3 separate regions of the Zea mays genome follow, and regions 2 and 3 are each linked to region 1. The links are chromatin contacts, called in public Hi-C maps. All regions are on one chromosome and are shown on one strand. Each heading gives the region's core, a stretch centred on a gene start, on an enhancer-like site or on the middle of the called end of the contact. The rest is flanking DNA. Distances are from core to core; before and after follow the strand shown. Region 1 holds the start of LOC100285485. Region 2 holds the start of LOC103628520 (E3 ubiquitin-protein ligase EL5). Region 3 has its middle 19 kb from the start of LOC111589423.

The links. A called contact is a pair of places that touch in the nucleus more often than the background predicts.
Region 2: a contact with region 1 is called in a Hi-C map of ear, with 2.0 times the contacts expected there. The contact joins the promoter of LOC103628520 here to the promoter of LOC100285485 in region 1. A contact is called at or near these places in 2 of 25 Hi-C or Micro-C datasets (ear and tassel).
Region 3: a Hi-C map of ear shows a contact between it and region 1, with 2.3 times the contacts expected there. The contact joins the enhancer-like site here to the promoter of LOC100285485 in region 1. A contact is called at or near these places in 4 of 25 Hi-C or Micro-C datasets (ear, endosperm, leaf and 1 more).

Annotation. Positions count from the first base shown.
Region 1 is chr5:145,928,001-145,932,637 of Zm-B73-REFERENCE-NAM-5.0, reverse strand. It overlaps LOC100285485, which reads left to right and starts at 2,369. Exons shown (of 5, transcript NM_001413579.1): 1 at 2,369-2,673. The coding sequence starts at 2,490.
Region 2 is chr5:146,124,069-146,128,705 of Zm-B73-REFERENCE-NAM-5.0, reverse strand. It overlaps LOC103628520 (E3 ubiquitin-protein ligase EL5), which reads left to right and starts at 1,786. Exons shown (of 1, transcript XM_008648706.3): 1 at 1,786-2,801. The coding sequence starts at 2,169. The coding sequence ends at 2,801.
Region 3 is chr5:146,085,281-146,089,917 of Zm-B73-REFERENCE-NAM-5.0, reverse strand. No RefSeq gene overlaps it. Among protein-coding and RNA genes, the nearest start is that of LOC111589423, 19 kb to the left of the region's middle. Within about 2 kb of position 2,542, at least 16 of the 20 cell types and tissues checked have an H3K27ac peak or open chromatin away from gene starts, as enhancers often do. A contact at or near this core is called in ear, leaf and tassel, where this site is marked.

The DNA.
Region 1 (4,637 bases), core at 1,120-3,619:
GGAGAAGGTCTGCAACCCTCTACGGAGTTAGTTGTCCCGGTGCTTGGCCCTCACGTAGACATCCCTTTGTGAAGGGGCAACGAAGATTAGTAAGGACCTTGCGTGGTTCTAGATACCTTGGCAAAAATATCGACGCATCCACGGGAGTTTGTATTCTCTACCTTTGCTCTTAAGCTTTTTCATTTGCATTGATTACTTAAGTTACAATCTTTATTATTCTTAGTTTAGAATATAGGATTGGAACTTAGGTTGCATAACTCCTTTTACACTAGAGATAGCAACACTTAGACGAAACCTAGTTTATACCTTATTGTTTAGTTATTTGCATAGATTTTATTTAGTAGAGTTATTTGTGGCCTAGATCAACGAGAATTTTAGAAGGCCTAATTCACTCCTATTAGGTGTTCATAGTCTTTTCAAAAAGCACAGAAATCCATATTACAAACCCACACAAACTCTCACATTAGCTTTTCCATGTACCTTTTCACACTAGTCTACGGTGTATTTGTATTGAGTTGCAAAACTCACAATCCTGTGACCTCACCAAAATTGCTAAGCCTAACACTTCATATCTAGAGAGAAGTTTCAATTAGTTGACATGACTTAACTTTAGAAAAGACTATTAGCCCCCACTCTAGTTATCTCCTTGTTCTTAATAGGTTCGAACTAAGGACCTATTTGGGACTACTCCGATCCAGCTCCAGAAAATTTGGTGGAATGGTGGAGCAAGTCATTAGATGCTCCAGAAAATCATGAAGCTAGAGTTATGAACCGAAGACATTTAGACAAGTCATTATTTTTTAAACTACTTAAATTTATATTATAAACTATAGTTTCACGCTAAAGCTAGAACACTGAGGAGTCCCAAACACCCTCTAAGTTGCAGAACTTTATGCAGCAGTCTAGAAACACAATTTAGGAACAATAGTTAAATGATGTAAGTGGTATGTTTTAATTTCGTGAGAACTTTTATATTAGTGCATTCACCTCTTGTTTTAGGCATACTGATCCTTTTAAATGGGCCATTACCCGATTATCAGGGGATGCTGTAAATTCTTTTAGGCCTCGTTTGTATCCTTTATAATGGAATTCAATTCTAATAATCACAATTTAGACATAGACCAATTAAGCTATTATATTTGTATACTCAATATATTTATATGCTAGTGTTGGCTATATGGAGGGATATTTATACGCTATATTTTTACTATTAGGGAGTGAGCCGGAGAGTTCGTGATAAGTTACAGAGTAGAAATATGGGCTTGTAATACATAAAATCAATTTTCACCCCTAATCCTAAGAATTTGGGATTATATCTAAACTTTGGAAAGTGGTGGAATATCAAATTTCAACCAAATAATCCACTTTGTTAAGTGATTTCTAATTCCTTCAAATTTAATGGATCCAAACGGCCCTTTAATAGAAAATATGGTACAACACGTTTGAGAAAAAAAATTAACTAAGGAACATATGAAAGTATTAGTTCATTTCTTACCATTATTCATTTTGAATAAGATAAATAAGTAATAAGAACAATAAATCCATTGCTATTTTATGCTATGTTTTCTCGATATGACAAATTTATAGTAACATCATACCTCAATAACAAGACTAATGTATCATTGACGACATTTAGGTAACATGTGCAAATGAAAAAAAATACTATATTAGAAACACAATCCATATATATCTTCCTCATTTTGACTTCTTTGAGCGTGAAACTTTTACTATAGTGTTCCACTAACTTAATGTGTTTTTAAATAAATTATTTGAAAAGAACTTCCTATAAAAATATAACAACACGTCCATATGAACTTTTCTGAGTTTGAAACTTTTAGCATTAGGGTATGTTTGGATCCATGGTACCAAAGTTTAGCACTACATTTTTAGCACTTATAGATTCAAATATGAGTGCTAAAGTGAAGTGCTAAAATTTAGCACTCAATATCAATTTAGCTTCCTTAAAGTGTGCTAAACATTAATACTTCGCTAAAGTTTAGTATATGGGATTCAAATAGGCCATAACAATATATTAGTGATGTGGTCATACTTTGAATTTATCTTAAGTTTTGGATGAATATAAAAGCATGACTAAAATAGCTATGTTCATACTAGTCGTTTCACATGTACTGGTATTTTTATTGTTTAGATCTGTGTATCATAAGTCTACAAAATTTAGGTTTGCTATTTTTAGGTTTTGATTTGATTTTATATGAATTTCACAAGATTCCACTTTGAACTTGAAAAAGTAAATTCTAACTAAAAGAAAAGGGCTCGAATGGGCTCGGCCCAGCCCACTGGCACCAATTCGGCTCAGGCGTTACAGCACAGCCTGCGGGGTTTGGCCGTTTGACACAGGCTCACAATCACAGCTCTCGTCACGACAGATAAGGCCATGTGCATCCTTCGCCACTCACCAGCGCTCTCCAGTCCACTTCACTTCATCCCTGATCGGCGATCGCGTCGAGCGAGCAGCGCTATAACGCACGATGAACTTGGCGTCCGTCGTTCCCTGCGCGCAGGCATTCCTCGCGTTAATGACTCCCGCCGCTGGCTCCCACCGTCGGGTCCACACGCATGCGGCGGCCTCCAAGAGCGGATTGGCCTGCCGCGTCGCGCGCAGCGGGGGCACCCGGTGGCTGCCGGTCTCCTGTGCAGCCGGGGGCGGTGCAGGTTAGGGTCCGTGTGACTTGTCTATTTATGTTTGCTGCAAGTTTTGGTTCCCAATTTTCCTTCCAGTTCGAACTTGAGGTAGAAAAATTAGATTCGAGTAGTTGGTGATGCAGCATGGGAGGAATTTGCTTGGTGAGGGGCTTGGAGTACTCTTGGGGGAGATAGGCGTTCGCTTCATGCTTATCCAACAGAGTGAGTCATCAAATCAGATCTAAGTTCTTGAATAAACTGGTGCAATTTCCAGTGGTCTCAATTCTTTCATCTACGATGAGCACTAATAGTTGAGAAAGAACATGCCAATTCATATCCCGGTTCATACCTGCTCCCGATATCTATTATCGAGGATACTTGCTCTTTTACACGACGGGTAACAGCAGTTCTCATCCTCTCTTATGGATTCTACTTGCTTCTGTTCCATGTTTAGCATCGCTGGCCCGAGTGTTATTCCTGTTGTCCAAAATCTTTGAGCCTTACTGCTACAGGGTGTGCTGAACTTTGATTCTATCCATCATAATCAAAAAGGGGAAAAGGTGATGTCTGCACTTTCTAGTTTCTGGAAAAGAACTCTTTATGCTGTCCTTTATTATGAAATAAGTGTAGGTTGAAACTCATATATTTAGTTTTTTGCCACTAAGATTAACTGTGTGGGAAGTTATTATTTGGAATATTTAAATTCATGGGAAATTAAAATAAACAAATAAAACTTATTTACTCACTAGGAAAATCATTTTTAGGGTGTTACATCAGTAGATCCATACAGAACAATCCGGTAAGGAGAAGCAGCAATACTGGGTGCAGTTGCATTAGGGTTTGTTGAACAAAGGTTTCCAGTAGTAGTTTGCAATCCCCAGGCAGAAAATATGGTGGAATAGCAACTGATCTGCAACTAGCTTATCAGCCACTATTGGGAATCCCACCGGCGAACCTGCAGGTTGTCACTGGGGAGAGAGCACCTGCAGCGCTCTATGTGTAGCCAAAGAATGTAAGGATGCAGCTTGGTCCACAGTAGTAAAACCAAACTTTGTTGGCACTAAAAAACAAGTGGATTGAGCAGCTTGAAAAGGAGAATTATTCAGCTTCCTCTATTGTGCTGAACTGACTTCTGAAGCACTATTTTTTGCTGCAAGTGCAGTTATAAGGAAAGGTGTTACTGCTATGCATTGGTGCTGGACCTCATGATGAAGCATTGTGCTCATTCTGTTTAGGTTCTGAACTTTTGTGTTTCTTTCACAGGCAGTGAAGACCATTATTGTCAGTCTTGTCTTGTGCCCCATTGCTATAATCATCTTTTTCATTGGGATCAATCTCAATAGGTGGGATGGCTTGTATAAATTCGTCAACCTCTAAAGTGAAAGTTATGTCATAACCCACCTTGATCAGTGGTACACGGGAATTGTTCCATATTCAACACTGTGCATGTCAACATCTTGGGCTGCACCAACCACAATTCCCACTACCCAAAAAGCTAGGTGCTGGCGCCAAGCAAAGAGCTTGCCTGAAATATGGATCTGGATGACCAAGTGCAATAGAAATAGTTTTAGGGTGGAGAAATGATTGGGACTGATACCTGATCTATATTTTTCCCTTTTGTGTGCACACATCTTAGCTAGCAATGCATGTATTTTATATAACTTCTGTTGCTCCTTAATATCAGGTTGGTCGTACCACAGTCAAATCTACAGAAGACCTGATTCTTGGCGTTCCCTTGATAACTGTCAATCTGTTGGACTTGTACTTAAGTCTCATGTATACACAATTATACATATGAATATGTTGTAAGTTGTGATTAGTCGATTAGGAGTCTTACATTGAAAATTTTACATCCAGTCATCTAGCTGCAAAGCTTGCTATCTTAGCTTTTGAAGCTTTAGAAAAAAGATTGTTAGATAAACTGTCTGTCCCAAGTTCGCTTGTCATGATATATTTTTTTCTTCAAATGTGTTTGAGTTTTTTCTCTAGAATAT
Region 2 (4,637 bases), core at 537-3,036, 200 kb before region 1:
ACATACACTATATCTCTTCTCCTTCTTTTCGCCATCTCCCTATGATATCTCTTCCGCGGGAGTGCCAGTATCTTAGGGGTGATTGGTTCCGTGCGGCGGATGCGCCCGGCTCACGCCCGCCTGGCTTGGTAGAGATCCTCGCCTCGTCCCGTCTCCGTGCATGCAGGCAAATGGTGGAAAAGGTGCCTTGGTTGCACATTGACGTGCAGGCCGCGCTGGTGCAGTACAGGTAACCAATCACTCGCCTAGGCACGGTCAACGTGCGTGGTGGTCCTAGTTACTGTTGGCTAGCCAGCCAATCACGCAGTTAGTGATTGTTTCCGCCATTGAAGACGCCGACGGCGAGACAAAAGCAAGCATCTCCTGCACGTCCTATGGCTCATTCCCTAGGAACTTACACGAGCGTGACGCATGATCTAGTTCTTGCTGGAGGCGAGCATGACGTAGAAGCTGGTTCTCACTTGGGGCGACCTTCATGCCCATTCACCCTGTTCACTCTCGAATCGGCGGTATTTACTTCTAATAGTTTTCTAGAACTATAGGCTATCCTCACAAACCAATAAAAGTTTTTTTATGCGTACTTTGTCCTCACTCATACGTACCCAAGAAGACTTCTCGGTCTACACCTATCCCAAGATTGCGCTAGGCCAAACATGTTTAATCCAGAGGTTCTTTCGAGACATGCTTCAAAAAAACCTTGTTATGAGCACTGTATTAATTATATTAAGCCTTGGTCTAGGATATCACCATCCACTGAGGTCAGGATATCATAAATTCACAATCCACCCCATTAGAAGATCGACGTCCTCATCGGTCCATCCAAGCCAAAAACCTCCCCATTGCCCACGTCTGTGTCCAGTGTCGTCATATGCCATGACATGTGACCACTCCGGGCCAACTTGCCCCATGCGCCATATGCCCGAACCCCTAGTCCACACACGCCCGTGAAACCGTGAGGGTCAGCGTTAATACCATTTGTAACACCTTATCCACTCTCGGACCAGCGATACTTACTCCTGGCAGCCCTCTAGGACCATATATCATCCCTATAGACCAACACGAGTATTTTGTGCGTAGTTTGTTCTCACTCATACGTATCCGAGAAGACTTTTCGGTCGGTTATCTATCTCAAGATTGATCTGGGCCAAACACGCTTAACCCAGAGGTTCTTTGTCCGAAAAAAGATGCACCTTTTGTTACGAGTACTCTTTTAATTATATTAAGCTTTAAATCAGGATATCATTATCCACTCGAGCCAAGATATCATAAGGGATGTGCGCGGACATACAGAAAAAGAGGATTGGGAGAAGAGAGTTCGGCGAAAACATTCGCAGCAAGGCCTATGTTTTACGTGCGCGGTATGGGGAGATAGAGCAGGGAGCTGTTGGGTGGCCGTTTTTGCTTTTTTCTCAAAAATAGAATTTAGGATTAGGTGTTTTAGGATATGTTGGAGATGCTCTAACTAACGAACATACGCCTTCCATCAGGCCTCTTGAGTGGTTAACCCAGTCCGGCCCAAATACACGCAGGCTTTTGTGGCACTGTGCCGAGGAGGCCTGCTTCCTGTTGCCCCTTCGAGGCCGTCACACCGTAGCCAGATCACGCACAGTCGCACAGTCCAGGCGCTGTCAAACTGAGAAATGCGATTTTGATGCAATAAACACATTGCGATATCTACTTGACCATTTAAAAAAAAAATCGAAACAAGTGAGAACAAGATACTAGATACATACACAATTCCAAAGAAGATACATACACAATTCCAAAGAAGATACACATGCATACGTAAATACATACGCAAACTAGAACAACAAACGCAACAAAAGAACGAGCAGTTGCAAATGCTCACATCGTTTCCATCTCCACAGCTAAGCTGAAGCACTCGCAAAGTCCGCATCTAGCAATGACGGACAATGAGATGTGCTATGTCCAAGCACTTCAATTATTTACTGCCAACGAACGCCGCCCTTGATTGGATTCCCGTAAAATCGTCCGCTGCAAAGCTACCAAGGGATCTCTAGCTGCCTGCACGAGCTAGCAGCTAGCGACCGTAACAACAGTAAGACACATTATCGCCGCCACGTCAACCTCCATACGGGCTTCTTATTCTTATATATGTACAATATATATAGAGAGAAATCTCGACAGGATTCGGCGTACGGCCGGGCATGTCTGCGGACGAGCCTGACACCAGCTGCTACCGGTGGAGCCGCGACTTCGTCGTCGCGCACGCTATCTTCGCCAGCGGCTTAGTCACGGCTCCGGTGGCCGTCCTCCTCCTCGTCAACCGCCCACACTCAGGCCGTGCCATCTTCTTCGCCGCGTTCGCGGCATTGTGCACCGCCGTCAGCCTCGTCCTCTGCCTCCACTTCTACGCCGAGCTCAGGAGTCCGCCCTGGCCGCGCTGGCTCTCCGCGTCGTCGACGAGCGGCCCGCGGCAGGATGAGGAGGCATCAAGATCATATGTCGCCGGGGAAGGAACGACGACGCTGGCCATGTCGACGCACGCCCTCCGCCACCCGGAGCAGCTCGCGATTCACCGCGCGGAGGTGCATGCCGCCGTCCTCGCAGCGGGGCGCTTCTTCCCGAGCTACGACTCCGTGGGCGATAATGGCGTGGCGGCCGAGGACTGCGCGGTGTGCCTGGGAGAGGTGGAGACGGGAGAGTCGCTGCGGCAGCTGCCGGCGTGCCAGCACGTGTTCCACAGAGAGTGCATCGATCCGTGGCTACGAGCGCACGCCACTTGCCCGCTCTGCCGTTCCGGCGTTCTCCCACCGCACGTGTGTCACACCCGGTTTTAAAAGGCAAACCGAATGCGAACCATATACGTGTCAGGATCAGTTATTCACGTACACAGCAGTTACATAATATAGACATCATCACACAGTGCTCAAAATAGTATTACGAAGGGAAATAGTTGATTACATCATACGTTTGAGACGTCCATATAGTTCTTACAATAAATCAAAGTGCGGAAAAGAAACGTAGATAACCGCGGCCTTCACAGGCAGCCGACTGGGGGTTGCCGCTAACCCACACCTAAAACTCGTCGTAATCTTGGAACTCCTGGAAGTCTCCTTCCACAGCTTCATCTTCGCCTGAGCAGTGGTTGCAATGCTGACAACCTGGGGATGGGGGAGTTTGGTGTGTAGAGCAAGGGTGAGTACACATCAACATACTCAGCAAGTATCCTGTTTGGCTGTAGTGGACTAGCTTTATGTGGGGATAAGTCAAGCAGTTGCTTTTAGTTGGTCAGATTATTACTTACTAGTAGAAAGCCAAGTTTTAGCATTAACCCAAGTTATTAACCCGATGTACCCTTTCCAAACGGAAAGAATACCACTTACCAGCACCATAGTCATAACCAGAATCATCGATCTCATAACCACCTGTACCAAAGTATCTCTGATCAAGTACCACTAATCATTGGAGCTCCCTTGGCCGCTCATAACCATGAGCACGGCTGATATATCAGTTTTTCAAACACTCTGCAGAGGTTGTGCACTTTACCCACAAGCCGTGATTCCCATTCTGCCCGGAGAGAGCTACTCCCCATTGACCACTACCTAGGTGGCCTAGCAGGGCATCACTACGTAGCCTTTACAAAGATTCCTCGGGGCTGTAGCCACCCGTTAGGTTTCCTAAATGCACCGCACTCCTCCCCAAGGGGCGAACCCAAACTTGGCAGAGCGAGCCGCATACACCGAGCCTCATTGACGGCACGACGGCTAAGTGAACTACACCCCGGATCCTCTAATTATTCAGCTAAGGGCACCCCATTCTACCCTCATGGTTGCACTGTTTTCCCGGGCGGTCATCCATAGAACAGGTCCTTACGGAGAGGCACTCGAGAAACCGCTCGAGCCCCCTTGATGACCACAAGTACAACATCATAATAAGAGAAGGGAAAACAGCGTATCATAGATAATCTCATCATGTTCATTGATTAGAGTTAAGCAATAGCATAAAGCTAAACAGTAATAATCCAACCCAAATAGGTGAACAAGGACATGGATAACAAAAGCTAGTCAATCCTTAGGCATAAATGTGTAAAGCGGGAGGTGAATTAAATAATGAATAGGACATAGATAGGTCAAAGGACACTTGCCTCCACCAACCGACTGCTGCTCAGGGGCTTCTCCTGCGAGCTCCTCGGGCTCTTCGACCAGATCGTTCTCTATGCGATTGCAAGCACACATACATTCATCCATTCAAATTGGGAAACAAACAGTACATCATACAAGGGAATAAATAAAGTGAATATGCATCAAGTATGACATTCGATATCACATTCATTATGGTTAGAAAGAAACGGGAAAAGGTCTTGCGGGAGGGGTTAAAGCTTATGCACTAATGATTAGTTACAATTGGTTCTAACAAAAGAATTCAGTTATATGCACCAATGGAAACCTAGTCATTTTTAGTTGATCAACATTGGACTGGATAAACAATTAATTGTATGAATAGCTAGCATAACGAAATTCTAAATTAAGTTTCCTATTCCAATAACATGAACAATGATTAACCTACCTAAAATAAAATAAGTAACAGTAATGAAAGAAAATAAATAAAAAAAATAAAATAATAAAAAAAGGGGGGGCGGTTGAACCGGCCAGGGGGCGGTTGAACCGGCCAGG
Region 3 (4,637 bases), core at 1,293-3,792, 160 kb before region 1:
CAACCATTATCTACTTACCTTTGCTACTCTGATTCTTTCTAAAACTTTCCTTAATCTTTTCTCATCCACTGTTGCTTTACTCTGATTACTCTTACCTTTTTCCTGCTATAGACAAAAGTGGATTTTACACTTTGAAATCCCGTGCCTAAAGTGACCTATAGGAATAGGAGACCTACTCTTAGGAACAAAATCAGAACTATTTTTTAAATATTTGTATGCTTGAATGTTTGTTCTTGCTTTGATTGTGTGTGATGAGTTGTGGAGTAATGTCCACAATTGCGTCTGCGTACATATCTAAGCATAAATGATAATATTTACAAGATAACTAAACAACCTAGATTATCCTCCATTAAAGTGTATCTATTTTTAATAGATCCCTCTTAACTTAAAGGATTATATCTTATCCTAATAGGTTCATCTTATGTTAAAAAAATTCTTATCTTCATAAATTGTTTATGAGATAAACTAGACCAACTAAGAATACCCCATTAGAATATATCAAGCCTAATAGATCCATCTTATCTTAAAATATTCTCTCTTATCTTAATAAATTCAACTTATCCAAACCACTTGACTTATCCCACCATGATCATGATCTAACCCAAATTAATTAGATCTTATCTAGCCCAAGCTAGTCACACCAATCTAACCTAGATCTGATCTAATCTAAAGTGACTTATTAAACATGTTAGATAATACTGATGAAATAGATTAGACTCTACTCCTATAGAACATGTTTTAACTTAGTTCTCTCTACACTAAATTAAGAACACCATACCAACTTGGCCATATGCAACTACCTTAAACATCTGACAGTTGCATAACCCCGCTATTTTAACCTAACAACAAAACAGAGATTCTGACTTACATACACCATATAATCCATCCTATTTCCAAAGACTAGCATATCCTAACGCTATTTATCCCACCCTAGTAGATCTATCTAACCTAAACTAGTCTATTCTAGTCATATCCAATCCTATCTAATCTATTATGATCAAACCTACTGTGAGTCACTAAAACATGATTGGCTAATGCTAAGGAAATACATTAGACCCTGCTACTGTAAACAAGTTTGAGATCTTAAATCAACTCGGCCATACCCAACAACTTGACCTACATAACATGTTACATAACTAATCCCATCTAGCATATAGCTACCTACTAAACCCTCTACCCATCTGTTACCTACAGATCTATCTTAACCTCATGTCCCAAACTCGGATGGAGACACCAAAGCTCAGGAAGGAAGAGATCAATCTCATTAAAGAAGAATAGGAATCAAGCTAGACCCCAAAGGAAGCTAGATTATGCCACGACAACACTCATTGCGACCTACCCACTAACCATCTGTCCTTGCCTACAAGCCATCTTAACTATATGTCCCCAACTTGGGTAACGTTTACATGGCTGAAGATCAAAGATGATCGACCTCATCAAATCAAGGAAGGATAAAATCGGATCTTCAAAGGAGTCACGATCCACAATCTTGGATGGAGCCTTCCTTACCGTACCCCTTTTCTTACTCAAACCTATCTATGCTTTAAAGACATCTTTTACCCTACATAATAAAGTGGATATACATATATATACCCATGTTTTCGTAATCACCTGCTAATTTGTATTATAAACTTGAACAAAAAAAGAGTCTTTTGGTATTATAATCCCTTAGAAATTGAAACATAGACTATAAACCAAACTTGTTACACCCTCTTTCTTACAAATCTCGAGGACGAGATTTCTGTTAAGGGGGGTAGGATTTGTAAAGCCCAAAATTGGTATAAGAAAATAATAATAATAAAATGAATAGATATATAAATAAGTGGGTGTTTTGGGATCCATTGATTTCCTTTTTTCTCTTTGCATACCCAAATAATGGCATTAAATTATGCAAATAACAAATAAATAAATAAAGAAATGTGTATCTCATGCTGATATTATTTTGAGGCACCTCGTTTGAATAAAGGAATCATAACTTAAATTGACCTTAAAGTATAAAGAAAATATAAAATAGAAAGTGAGAAAGGAAAATGGTAATAATCATCCATTACTCCTAGAATTAAAAACATTGAGAAGAATAAATAATACCATTGAAAATAGTAGGATCTATAGGATTATGTTGAGATTGAAAATCTGAAATTTAAAACAAAAAGTGGAAACGAATTTGAATTTGAAATAGAAACCTGAAAAGTTGAAAGAAATTGCAATAAAAAGGAAAAAGAATGTATATATTATAAAGAAAAATGTAAATAAATAAAAATAATTCCTCGTGCTGGTACTTTTAAATTGTGCACTAAATCTGTGAAAGGAGCTCACAAACAAATTTTGAAATCAAATTCAAATCTGAAATTCAAAAAGAAAATAAAAAAAGAAAGAGAAGTAATACAGGCACACCTCGGCCGATTTTCCCTTCCCCGACCCACCTCCATTGTTTCCTCCGCGCGGCCCAACCGGGGAGAAAATTTGCACGCAGACCGGTGGGCCCACTCCCTCTACCGCTCTCTTGCTCTCTGACTGATGGTCCCCGGATCGCCAACCTCTCCCTCCCTCGTGTGTGCCATCACTGCTTGTGGGCCGCTCTGGTCAGCTGCGTCTTCAACTGAAGACCGATCCGACTGGGCAGATTTTGTTAAGGATCGCGCATGGCTTGCGGCCATTGTAAACCCTTCCCTTATTCCCCGTCGAGCTCCTACGGATTCGGCCATTCCAGCTCGACCCAAATCCACATACCCCTCCTCCGATTCTTCTAGCTCTGGCCATTGCGAATCCATGCCGAATTCTCCAGGTTGTTGCAACAACCGAAGTCTTCGCCGATTGCTGAAATCCACGCGACGGGCACCTAGTTCCCAGATCGTAAAGCCGGGCACGGTCGCCTTGGGCCTTCGTCACACATCCACTGCTCGCGCGGTGGGGGAATTGAGCGCTGTGTGAGCATTGCATTGGGGAAGGAGTAGTGTCTAGGCCACGGCTTTGGCGCTGTCGTCGTCCAAATCTCGATTGGGAGTGTAACACCCCAGGTGTTACCCAGGCCCTGGCTTAAAATGTGCATCTATGGCCTATTGTCACATGTGTTTAAATGGAAAGAGAGGACACCCAAAGCTTTAGAACCATGGCTAAACTAAGTGATGATCATGATGGGAGGGATACCCTAGCCTTCATGTATCTTCACCTATGAAAAAGGTTCTAAAACCCTAATTTCCCCTCTTAGGCCATTAAACCCCCCAAACATTGGATTAAAGGGAAAACTATGCAAATGGCCAATTCATGGATTGAACCCTTTACCAAAGTTGAAGACATTAATATACCTACAAAATATAGTAAGAGAGGTATTACAAAAATGTCCTACAAAAACCCCAAAATTAAGCCCCAAGTGGAGAGCACCCTAGAGCAAGCCATTTTTCTCTAAGTCAAAAATCAGCCTTAGTCTAAAGATCAGAAGAGTTCACCCTTTTGCTGGCGCCAAAACCACTTGGTCCAAATAACAAAAAGTAGCCAAACTACCCAAGGCACACCCCTGAAAAATTTGAAACCAATCCAGGGTCGTTTTACACGGTTTGACATCTTTTTGTCGTGGGGTGAACAGTGCAGACAGACAAGACTTGGCGCCACCATATCTTCCAAGCTAGACCCGATCTCCCCTTGGAACTCACATGAACTAGATAGCTCTAGGTGCAGGGAAGAAATCTTGAACAAGTCATATGGCAAGATTCGCACGTTTGGGTGCTCAGCAGGCGCAAGAACTCGGTCAGATTAACACGGCCACGTGTTCGACGCGTCCTGGCAACGCCAGAGCACGCCCCAGCGCTCGGCCCCACGTCGCGCCGCGTCAACCCCGTGCCCATGACCGCGCTCACGGCTATAAAGCCAACCCCGGCCTTGACCGTACACCCCCGCGCGCTCCCAACCCTGCCCAAGCACGAGTTCACCGGCGTTTGCCCAAAGAACGGCGTGCCCGCGGCCGCACGAGCCCCAACCACCATAGACCGGCCACTCTAGCCCTTCTCCACCCCGTCTGACCCTTTGGCTAGCTTCCCCGGAGCTCAGTGAAGCTCCCCGAGCCGCAGACTGAACACCACCTCACCGGAGACGCCGGATTGACGTTGTCGGACTTCAACCGGCCGCCGTCGCACGTAGACCGAGCTACACGGTAAGCCATTCGCCGATTCCTTGTGCCTATGGCATCCTTGACCTCCAGTGAAGCTCTCCGTGCCATTTAATTGAATTATACTGCCGTGAACAGGCCGGAGCACACGCCGCCGATGAGCCCGACCGCCTGCGCGCGTGGTTAGCCCTATTCCGGCCATCACCGCCGGTGATCCGCCCCTCAACGTGACCGCCAGGACCTCCCGGACCTCACCCAGTCCTCCACCGGACCTCTCCCGCCGCCGGTAAGCCGCGCCAGCCTTTTTCCTCTATGCGGCTACTGTTCCGGCGAGGAGGGAGCTCGGGTTGAGAGAGAGAAAAGCCAGGGGGTATTCGTGATGTCAGTGACTCAGTGAAACAGTTCCGCAGGGGCACATTGAAATACATTCACCAATTTGTGGAGAAATCACCCTATACCTACCAAACCAGGGTTGTACCCATTCTTGTGCACTCACCAGGGTAGAATCACTGGTGGGAAGGATTCCAGTAGTCTG